Regions from separate parts of the Sus scrofa genome. Here region 2 is linked to region 1. A link is a contact called in public Hi-C data. All regions are on one chromosome and are shown on one strand. The core of a region is the stretch at or near the end of the contact, and the rest is flanking DNA. Distances in the headings are between cores, read along the strand shown.

Region 1 (4,875 bases), core at 1,056-3,555:
AATGCTTTTTCTGCATCTATTGAGATGATCATGTGTTTGACTTTTCTTTTGTTAATGTGGTGTATGACATTGATTGATTTGCATATGTCGAACCATCCTTGTGAACCTGGGATGAATAATCCCACTTGGTCATGGTGTACGATTTTTTTTGTATGGTATTGGGTTCAGTTGACTAAAATTTTGTTGAGAATTTTCGCATCTATATTCATCAGATATATTGGTCTATAATTTTCTTTTTTGGTGGTATCTTTGTCTGGGTTGGTATTAGGGTGATGCAGCATTGCAGCCACTTCTCGAACACTTCTCTGTTCCTGAACTTTAATATGACTTCTGTTCTATACAGTTGAAAGGAAAGCTGCCTATGAGGTTTTCTTGAATCCCTCATACTACCTAAGGGATCTCCAGCCTACAGAGAAGGCCCTTCATTCAGAGGATCTCTGACTGCAGGCTTTGACTTTCACTTCGAGAATACTTGTTAAAACTGAACACAGTTTTTCCCGGTGATTTCTACTATGTTTCTGAACTTTGGGTGAATGGAAGGTGAGCTAATTATACACAGGATTAATCATTAAAAGCTAACTGTTAATGAATAGCTAGAGAACAAACTAACAATTACCAGTGGGGAGGGGGTGGGAAGGGTACCATAGGGGTGGGGAGTGGGAGGTACAATGTATTGAGTATAAGATAGGTTCAAGGATGTATTGTACAACACAGGGAATATAGCCAATATTTTGTAATAACTGTTAACAGAAAGTAATCTTGAAAAAGTGCGTACAAAGTCTTTAAAGTTAATTGTTAATGATGAAAATACCTATGTCCTTGATTCTTCCAAATACTGGGTTGTGGATGCAAAGTTCAAGAGAGAAGCCAGCCAATGCTAAATCTGAAACAGGCTGTAGACTCAGACTGTTACTGAACCTTGAGCCTGCAATAGCTCTACAACTCTAATAACTGAATGTGGTCTTTATATTTTCCCAGAATCTGAAACGTGTCTTCTGCAAGAGAATTATCCTGAGGTTGATACTCAAAGTAGTACCATAAAAAGTATGTGGAATTCTAACCGTGGTTCATAAAGAGCAAGATTTTTTAAATTCTCATTTCATAAACAGGGAAAGTGTTAAATAAGAAGACAGTTCCAACTGCACATCAAATGGTGGGACTGATTGGAGAAGCTATGGAAGCAGATGCCCTATTTAGAGACCCAAATGTGTTTCATAGTTTAGCGGGTTAACACGGCAGGGAAAATGGATTTTTTTTGCCTTAGTACTTTTCCTCTTTAAGACTCAAATCTCCTTTTAAGCAGTACATTATTCTATAGCCCCCCAAAGTAAATTAATGTATAACTATATAATGTATTCATGTTTAAAAGCAGAGGGTGGTGGTCACAAAGTCCACTGCAAATTTCCTGTTGGCTTTAATTCCTCCACAGAACACCAGTTTATCAAATTTCAAGACAATCTATTGGTTCTTGATCTTAGAGGGTCCTGAAGCTTTGAGAAGGGAGTAACAGGGATGCAGAGCTAGTTAGGGTATTAAACAAGCATGTGTCTTTTCTTAACAAGACTGTAGAGGTGAACTAAGAGGTCAGATTGCTTTTCTTTTGGTTGGGCTGTATATACGTAGTGTGGTGACATTAGATATTTTATGCTGATGAGAAGCTGGGTGACAATATGTGGTTTTGATTAGTAATAATTGCTTTAAAATTATGTTTGGTAGACAAACTGTCTTAAAAACCTAACGTTCATGAGGGGGTTATAATAATGAAAGGCAGAACAGATTGTGAATCATTAAAGAAACACTAAAACTAGGAAGGAGACCTATGATCAGATCAACCAGTGTTTGGTGGTAAATAATTCCAGCAGCAATTCTCAGTCACTATTGGATTAGCATGCATCACCTCTAAATACTTCAAAGGGAATAATTTATTTTTTTTTATAATTTTTTTTTGTTTTCCCACTGTACAGCAAGGGGGTCAGGTTATCCTTACATGTATACATTACAATTACATTTTTCCCCCACCCTTTCTTCTGTTGCAACATGAGTATTTAGACAAAGTTCTCAATGCTATTCAGCAGGATCTCCTTGTAAATCTATTCTAAGTTGTGTCTGATAAGCCCAAGCTCCCGATTCCTCCCACTCCCTCCCCCTCCCATCATAATTTATTTTCGAAATATCTATTGGGACCTAGGTGACAAGTCCTGTGCTAGGTGCTTGGGAGAAAAAGAAGAGTAAGGCCAAGGTCCTGTGCTTGACCTTGAGATCAGTCTTTGCCCTGCTCTGTGTCCTCAGGAGGCTGATCCCAACAGCAGGAACAATAACTCTCCCTGGCCTCTGGAATCTCTCTGGTTCAAGTCAAAGAAGTCACTATCACTGGCAGAAGATCAGGGGCAGGAGGAGAGTTGAGCTGTTTATCTCCTGACTTCCTCATGACTCACCCTAGTTTGGCAGGTACTGTTGCCTCCTGTGAGGCAGCCCCTCTTCTATGGTTCTAGCTCTTTCTAGATTCTGGTAATTCTTGCCTTTTAGCCAAGATGTGATAACAGCTTCCCACACTAATAAGACCTTGGACACTCTGTCATCCAATTTTGAGTGACTCAGCCTGCCTACATCTCTGGGAAAACCCCTATTAAATGTTCTTCAATTAAACTCTGATTTGAGGGAGTCTTCTGTTTCCTGCCATTTGATTAAGTCTATAGGATCCTGACTGACATAGGTCCTGCCCCCAAGTTGTTCACCAGAGAAGTCAATGAGCAATGACCATTCAGTGTGAGTGTGACTGTGATGAAATTCTAGGGTTTCTGGTTTAATTGGGTTTAAGTTCACCAACAAATGGAACAAAGAACAGAATATAAAATGAAAATTATAGCAGCCACCAGTGTAAACACTTAGAGATCACTGAACTAAACTATTATTTCAATCTACATATATTCATTGAGAATCTATTACAGGTGAGAGATTGTTGGGCTGGGGGAAAAATGGAAGAACATAAAATGTGAGAATGGGATCAATTCAGTGGGATGAATAACTGGTAAATGTAAATAAAATATAAAAGAAAGAGTTGGAGTCATAGCGGGGAGATAAGCATTTTCCCCAATAACTTCTTCAGTTTATGAAATGATTTGTAGACAAGTATTTACATGCTGATTAACAGGTCATTTTCTGTACGTTCTCTTATTCCTGAAGCAGTTCCTAGGTTGGGCGTGGTAAATGTGCTTTATACAAATTGCACAGTCAGTCTAGCGTTTCATTTTGTCTTCATCGAGCACAAAATGTTCAGCTATTGCTTCAATTTCCTCAACTCTGCTGCAAGAGAGAAGTGAACAAGGCAGCTGAAAAAGTATCACAAGGCACACGGAGAAAGGAGCAATGATTTCCAATTTCCTCTCCTATTTTAACTGTGAACTTGCTCATATCTCTTTGGCCTGGCTAAACACTGCCATCTCCAGCATCTTTCTATATACTGTGGAGGAAACCAGTCCTCATGGCATCAAGAACCTTTCAAATATGCATTTATTTAAGAAACACTATTGTCCCTCTGTTCTTGTTACCTCTCTGCCAGCAGCTGGAGATAGATGGAGAGACTTGTGAGGAAACAAACACGTAAACAGTGTATGACAATCAAACACAATGACTGACTCACACCCAGGTTGGTTTTTTAAAATTTAATTCAACTATTTTAATTAAAATATAGTTGATTTATAATGTTGTGCCAATTTCCGCTTTACAGCAAAGCGACCCAGTCATACATATAGACATTCTTTTTCTCATATATATTTTTTTGTCTTTTGTCCTTTTGGGGCCACACTCGCAGCATATGGAGGTTCCCAGGTTAGGGGTTGAATTGGAGCTGTAGCTGCTGGCCTACGCCAGAGCCACAGCAATGCCAGATCCAAGCCGCGTCTACAACCTAGACGACAGCTCACGGTAACACCGGATCCTTAACCCACTGAGCAAGGCCAGGGATCAAACCGGCAACCTCATGGTTCCTAAATGGATTCGTTTCTATGGTGCCACGACAGGAACTCCCTTTTTCTCATGTTATCGTCTATCACGTTCTATCCCAGGCGACTGGATATAGTTCCCCGTGCTACATAGTGGGATCTCATTGCTTATCCATTCTAAAAGTAATAGTTTGTATATACCAACCCTAAACTCCCAGTCCATCCCACTCCCTCCCCTTTCCCCTTGGCAACCACAAGTCTGTTCTCCATGTCTGTGAGTCTGTTTCTGTCTTGTAGATAGGTTCATTTGTGCCATATTTTAAAATTCCACGTATTAGTGATATCATATGGTATTTGTCATTTTTTTCTGACTGACTTCACTTAGTATGAGACTCTCTAGTTGCATCCATGTTGCTGCAAATGCCTTTATTTCATTCTTTTTAAATGATTGAGTATACATGTATGTGTGACTGGGTCACCTTGCTGTATAGTGGAGAATTGACAGAACACTATAATGGAAAAAAATAAAAATCATTATAAAAAATTAAATGGCTGAGTAGTATTCCATTGTATATATGTACCACATCTTAATCCATTCATCTGTCAATGGACACTTAAGTTGTTTCCATGTCTTGGCTATTGTGAATAGTGCTGTGCTGAACATAGGGGTGCATATATCTTTTTTTAAAACTTTTTTATTATAGTTGATTTACAATGTTCTGTCAAATTCTGCTGTACAGTAGAGTGACTCAGTCATACATATATATACATTCTCTTCCTCACATTATCCTCCATCAAGTTCCATCACAAGTGACTAGATATGGTTCCCTGTGCTATACACCAGGATCTCATTGCATATCCACTCCAAATGCAATAGTTTGCATCTGCTAACCCCAAACTACCAGTCCATCCCACTCCCTTCCTGTCCCCCTTA
Region 2 (4,971 bases), core at 1,036-3,535, 110 kb before region 1:
GACTGTTTTCCAGAGTGGTTGCACCCTTTTACATTTCCCCGGTAATGTATGATGATTATGGTTTCTCCACATCCTTATCAGCATTTGATATTATGCAGTTATTAAAGTTATAGCCATCCTGGTGGGTACAAAATGGTATCTCATTATGATTTTGATTTGCATTTCTCTGATGTCTAATAAACATCTCTTCATGTGCTTATTGGCCATCTGTATATCTTCTTTGGGAAAATGTCTATTCAGATCATTTGCCCGTTTTCAATTAAGTTCTTTTTATTAAGTTATAAGAATTCTTTATTCTAGATATACATCTCTTATCAAATACATGATTTGAAAATATGTTCTCCCATCCTGTGAGCTGTCTCTTCATTTTCTTGGTAGTGTCCTTTGAAGCCCCCAAATTTTTGACTTTGATGACATCTTACTTATCTATTTCTTCCTCTCCTCCTCCCCTGCCTCCCTCTCTTCCCCCTCTTCCTCTTCTCCTTCTCCTCCTCCTCCTTCTGTGTTTCATCTAAAGAAACTATTGCCTAATCCAATGCTATGAAGATATACACAGATGAATTTTTTTTCTAAGTTGTAGAGTTTTAGCTTTTACATTTAGGTCATCAATCCATTTTGCGTTAATATGTGTATGATGTGAAGTGAAGACCCAACATTGTTTTTGTGTGTGAGGATATTCAGTTGTCCTGGCACCATTTGTTGAAAAGACTATTCTTTTTCTATTGAATATCTTGGTACCCTTGTCAACTGACAACTGCCGGGCCTGGTGAGTGCTGTGGGAGAGTCTGTAGTGGCTGTAAGATCTATTGGGATTCTCAGCAGTACCTCTCAGTCCAATGGCTAAGGACAAGGGAAGGCAGTAGTAGTGTCAGGAGGTGGTGTTTTGTTAGGCTGCCCCTTTCTTAATTCTTTGGTTGAAGAGAGCAAGTTTTTGTTGGCATTTCTTTTTGTCTGTGCCTGTTGGTGTTCTGAGGTTTCTGGCTTATTCACCTACAGTTCTGGAATATATAAAGCATAAGAAAACCAAGGGAACTTACACCTATATCTTCTTTGGGTCTCTGGGTCTCTAAGCTTCTTCCTTTCTCACTCCACCTTTCAGAAAACAGACAACTCCCCCCCCCAAAAAAAAACCCACACACAATATAAGAAACAATTCTAAAAATATCAGTAATCAAAATAATGTCAGTGGATTAAACTCACTAGTACAAAAAGAACTACAAATCAGTCTCAAACTTTAATCAGTAGGTTTATTAGTAAAGGCAGAAACGAGCATTGCTGAGGATGTTCTTGCTGCATTTTCCTCTTGAAAAAAGATGATACAGTGGATTCTGAAACAAAAAAATTGAAACATTGAAATGACTGATTTGCATGCATAAATGTGGGTCAGACAAAATAATTGCAGCATGAGTAGTTTAAAAGATAAAATTGTCCACCTGTCTCCGTTGGTTATCTCTACATTTATCTCCCCTCTTTCCCTACAGGCACCAGAAAATGTCCCCTGAATCAAGTCCAGTGGGTAACTGGCAATCGGAGGATTTGATTCTAGGAAGCAGAAACAATAGGCAAGAGAGAGTTATGAGCCCTGAGAAGTTTCAGGGTGCACTTCACTCCTTGGCTTCTTGTTTTTTTTTTTTTGGCATTTTTCTTTTCTTCCAGCTTTATTGAGATATAATTGACATACTGTATAAGTTCAATGTGTACAGAATAATGATTTGACTTACATAAAGAAATAGAAAAAATGCTTTTTTTCCTCTGCTATGAGAACTCTTCGGATTTACTCCTTTAACAACTTTCACATATGATGTATAGCAGTATTAATTATATTTCTTATGTTGTACATTATATCCCTAGTACTTACTTATTTTATAACTGGAAGTTTGTAGCTTTTGACTACTTTCATCGAACTTACCCTCCCAATCCCCTGCCCCCGGTGACCTCAAACTGACCACTCTTACAAAATATATATATATATATTTATTTATTTATTTTTGCTTTTTAGGACTGAACCTACAGCATATGGAAGGCTGGGGGTTGAATCAGAGCTGTAGCTGCCGGCCTATGCCACAGCCACAACAATGCAGGATCCGAGTCATGTCTGTGACCTACACCACAGCTCATGGCAATGCTGGATACTTAACCCACTGAGCAAGGCCAGAGATGGAACCAAGTTTCTATAAATGGCTTCTGTTAGTGGGGTTGGGAAGGGACAATAATATTCTAGCCTAGGAGTCTAAGTCAAACCCAGGGTAGGTCTGCATTTTATTTTCCTCATGAAAGTTCATTTTCTTCTGTTACCACAGACACTGTTTATAGTACAAAGAGTAATGTCATTTACTTTACCATTGATGCCAAAATCTAAGGTTGCTAAATCATAGATACTTATCAAGCAAATCCAATACATTTAAAGAGAATCAACATTTCCTCATAGTCCAATTCGTAATATAAATTGCTTGAGGACTTTGAGAATAAGTTAGAAAGAAGCCACCTTTTTCTAGGGTCAAGCTCTGAAATTAGGTTTCAAGGTAGGGAAGATAACTATATTAAATTAACATCTGGGGCTTATATGTAATCACTACCTGTTAGTCATAGTTAATGTGAAGAGCAGAAATGGTAACTTTTCCCATCTTTTTATGTGCTTGTAAACTGCACTGCAAAAGTGACCATCCTAGCAATCAATGCATGTTTTCCATCAGATTAGCATTAGCACCTGTCCCATCCCCTCAGGGAATTAGATTCATCTTTTGCATTTGCACTCACGATTTTGGTGACCTTGGTCTTTAAAATTTTTTGAGGACACTGGAGTTCCTGTCATGTCTCAGTGGTTAACGAATCCGACTAGGAACCATGAGATTGCAGGTTCGATCCCTGGCCTTGCTCAGTGGGTTAACGATGTGGCGTTGCCGTGAGCTGTGGTGTAGGTTGCAGACTCAGCAGCATTGCTGTGGCTCCATGTGGGCCAGCAGCTGTAGCTCTGATTAGACCCCTAGCCTGGGAACCTCCATGTGCCGCTGCTGTGGTCCCAGAAAAAGACAAAAAAAAAAAAATTTTTTTTTGAAAACACTAAATTAAAAATGCTTGAAAATCTATGTGATTTAACATTCAGTTTAGATTTTCTCACATACACCATTGAATGAAATATTAGCCTCATACTTCATATTAGCCCACTTATCTTTTCCTATGCATGTGAAGCTTAAATCTGCAGTCAATAATGTGGGAAATGTCTATTGTTTTTCTAGGACTACCGATAGATGGACTTTCTCACTATTGGCAACCAAGAAGATATATTTATCTGAAAACTGCCTGGGGATAAGAGTGAAACATTTAGCTAAATATTTTTTAAAGGAGAGCTACTTAAGGGTCAGTTTTAGAGTTCTATCAGAACCATCTCAGTCACATTGTTTCAGAGCCCATAAGCCTGATCTCCTCAGCTCTGAACTCAATATACATATAAGCATAGGTGGCATCATAGAGCTAAAAAAGTGGCTTCGAGGGCAAACAATTCAACACCTACATTTTTCGGATACTTTGGAACTTAACTGATTTCAGTCAGCCTATGAGGTCCACATTAATAATTTCAACCAAATCTATTGTTGATTTATGTCAGTCACTGCTAGGTAACATTTCATAGCAATAGCATTTTTAAGGCCTAGGAAAGACAAGATAATATCCTAGGGAAACTCAGTTCTCTTTATTTAAAGATTTTTTTTCTTTTTTCTTTTTATGGCCTTACCTGCAGCACATGGAACTTCCCAGGCCACGGGTCAAATTGGAGCTGTAGCTGCAGGCCTATGCCACAGCCATAGCAACACTGGATCCCAGCTGCATCTTCGACCTAGACTGCAGCTTGCAGTAACACCAGATCCTTAACTCACTGAGCGAGGCCCAGGATCGAACCCACATCCTGGTGGAGACCACATTGGGTCCTTAACCGGCTAAGCCACACAGGAACTCCCTAGTTCTCTTTAGATGTAAAAATTCTGTACCCTTGCTTGTTTACATAGAAAATATTTTGCAGTGAAAGACTTTTATACTCCCTCCTCTGTACAAACACAATCTAGCCCTTGTAAACTGGGTTGTTTGTGGCTTATCATATGCCAGTTTTGTTTTCTTTTTTATGGGTTCTTATGCATAGTTACAATTTCTGCAGTGTCTTTTACCCTCATGTTCATGTTATAGTTCTATAAATTTCCAAGGCTCAACTTAGGGGTGACCTGTTCCACAAGGGCTTCTCCAATCTTGCAGTCAGAAATGAAGCCTCTATGTCTTGAATCTGTTGTCTGTCTTTTGGATTTTCTAATTAGACATCACGTCCAACCTATAATGCAGTTATTTTTGTATGTAGTTTTTTATACTCCAGTATTGAACTATCAATGGCTTGAAGACAGTTATTGCATTCCACTATTTTTCCAGTGTGTCTAGCACAATGTTGTTATTAGGCGTTTAATGAATGTATGCTGAAGAGAAATACTTCTGAAATGTCAAATAGTAAACTGTTGATTGGAAGTAAACTCGTAAACGCAGCACAAATTGTAACTATAAACAAGTAGATAATTTTATGGAGGAAGTTGGACCGTTTGTAGGTTGCTAAATTGTACTTTAATTTCTTGGTCATACATATCTGTACTCAAGGAAATCATAACACACATTTTATTCTAGTATACTTCTGAAGTGCTTTTTCTTTCCTTGGTCTTTCCTTTTTATTTTCACATTTGAATGTCTTCATACCTGTCTCTCAAGAGAGGAAGTATCATTATCCCCATTTTATAGATGAGGATAGTGACATGGACAAAGGTGGCCACTTGGGATCATACAGTGACTAAGTAAAGGGCTCTTCACAACTCTCTAAAAGCTCTTTTATTGCCATTCTCTAAACAGTTTCTCACAACTACCCTCTTTTATACTTGATCTGAGACTTCTCATTTTTCATAAATGTTTGGATGGAAGAGTCATATATTTAAGGTATTTCACAGA

What was found. Hi-C and Micro-C count contacts between places; a contact is called where the count stands out from the background.
Region 2: a Hi-C map of liver shows a contact between it and region 1, with 3 times the contacts expected there. The contact joins two enhancer-like sites. A contact is called at or near these places in 2 of 5 promoter capture datasets (both in liver) and 5 of 47 Hi-C or Micro-C datasets (fetal liver, liver and skeletal muscle).

The regions. Positions count from the first base shown.
Region 1 is chr8:121,047,926-121,052,800 of Sscrofa11.1, reverse strand. The region is part of intron 4 of C8H4orf17; the gene reads left to right. Among named protein-coding and RNA genes, the nearest start is that of ADH1C, 39 kb to the left of the region's middle. Within about 2 kb of position 2,305, at least 15 of the 83 cell types and tissues checked have an H3K27ac peak or open chromatin away from gene starts, as enhancers often do. A contact at or near this core is called in liver, where this site is marked.
Region 2 is chr8:121,162,320-121,167,290 of Sscrofa11.1, reverse strand. The region is part of intron 3 of C8H4orf17; the gene reads left to right. It overlaps LOC110262185 (a long non-coding RNA gene), which reads right to left. Exons shown (of 2, transcript XR_002346859.1): 2 at 1,228-1,328. Among named protein-coding and RNA genes, the nearest start is that of ADH4, 61 kb to the left of the region's middle. Within about 2 kb of position 2,285, at least 2 of the 83 cell types and tissues checked have an H3K27ac peak or open chromatin away from gene starts, as enhancers often do. A contact at or near this core is called in liver, where this site is marked.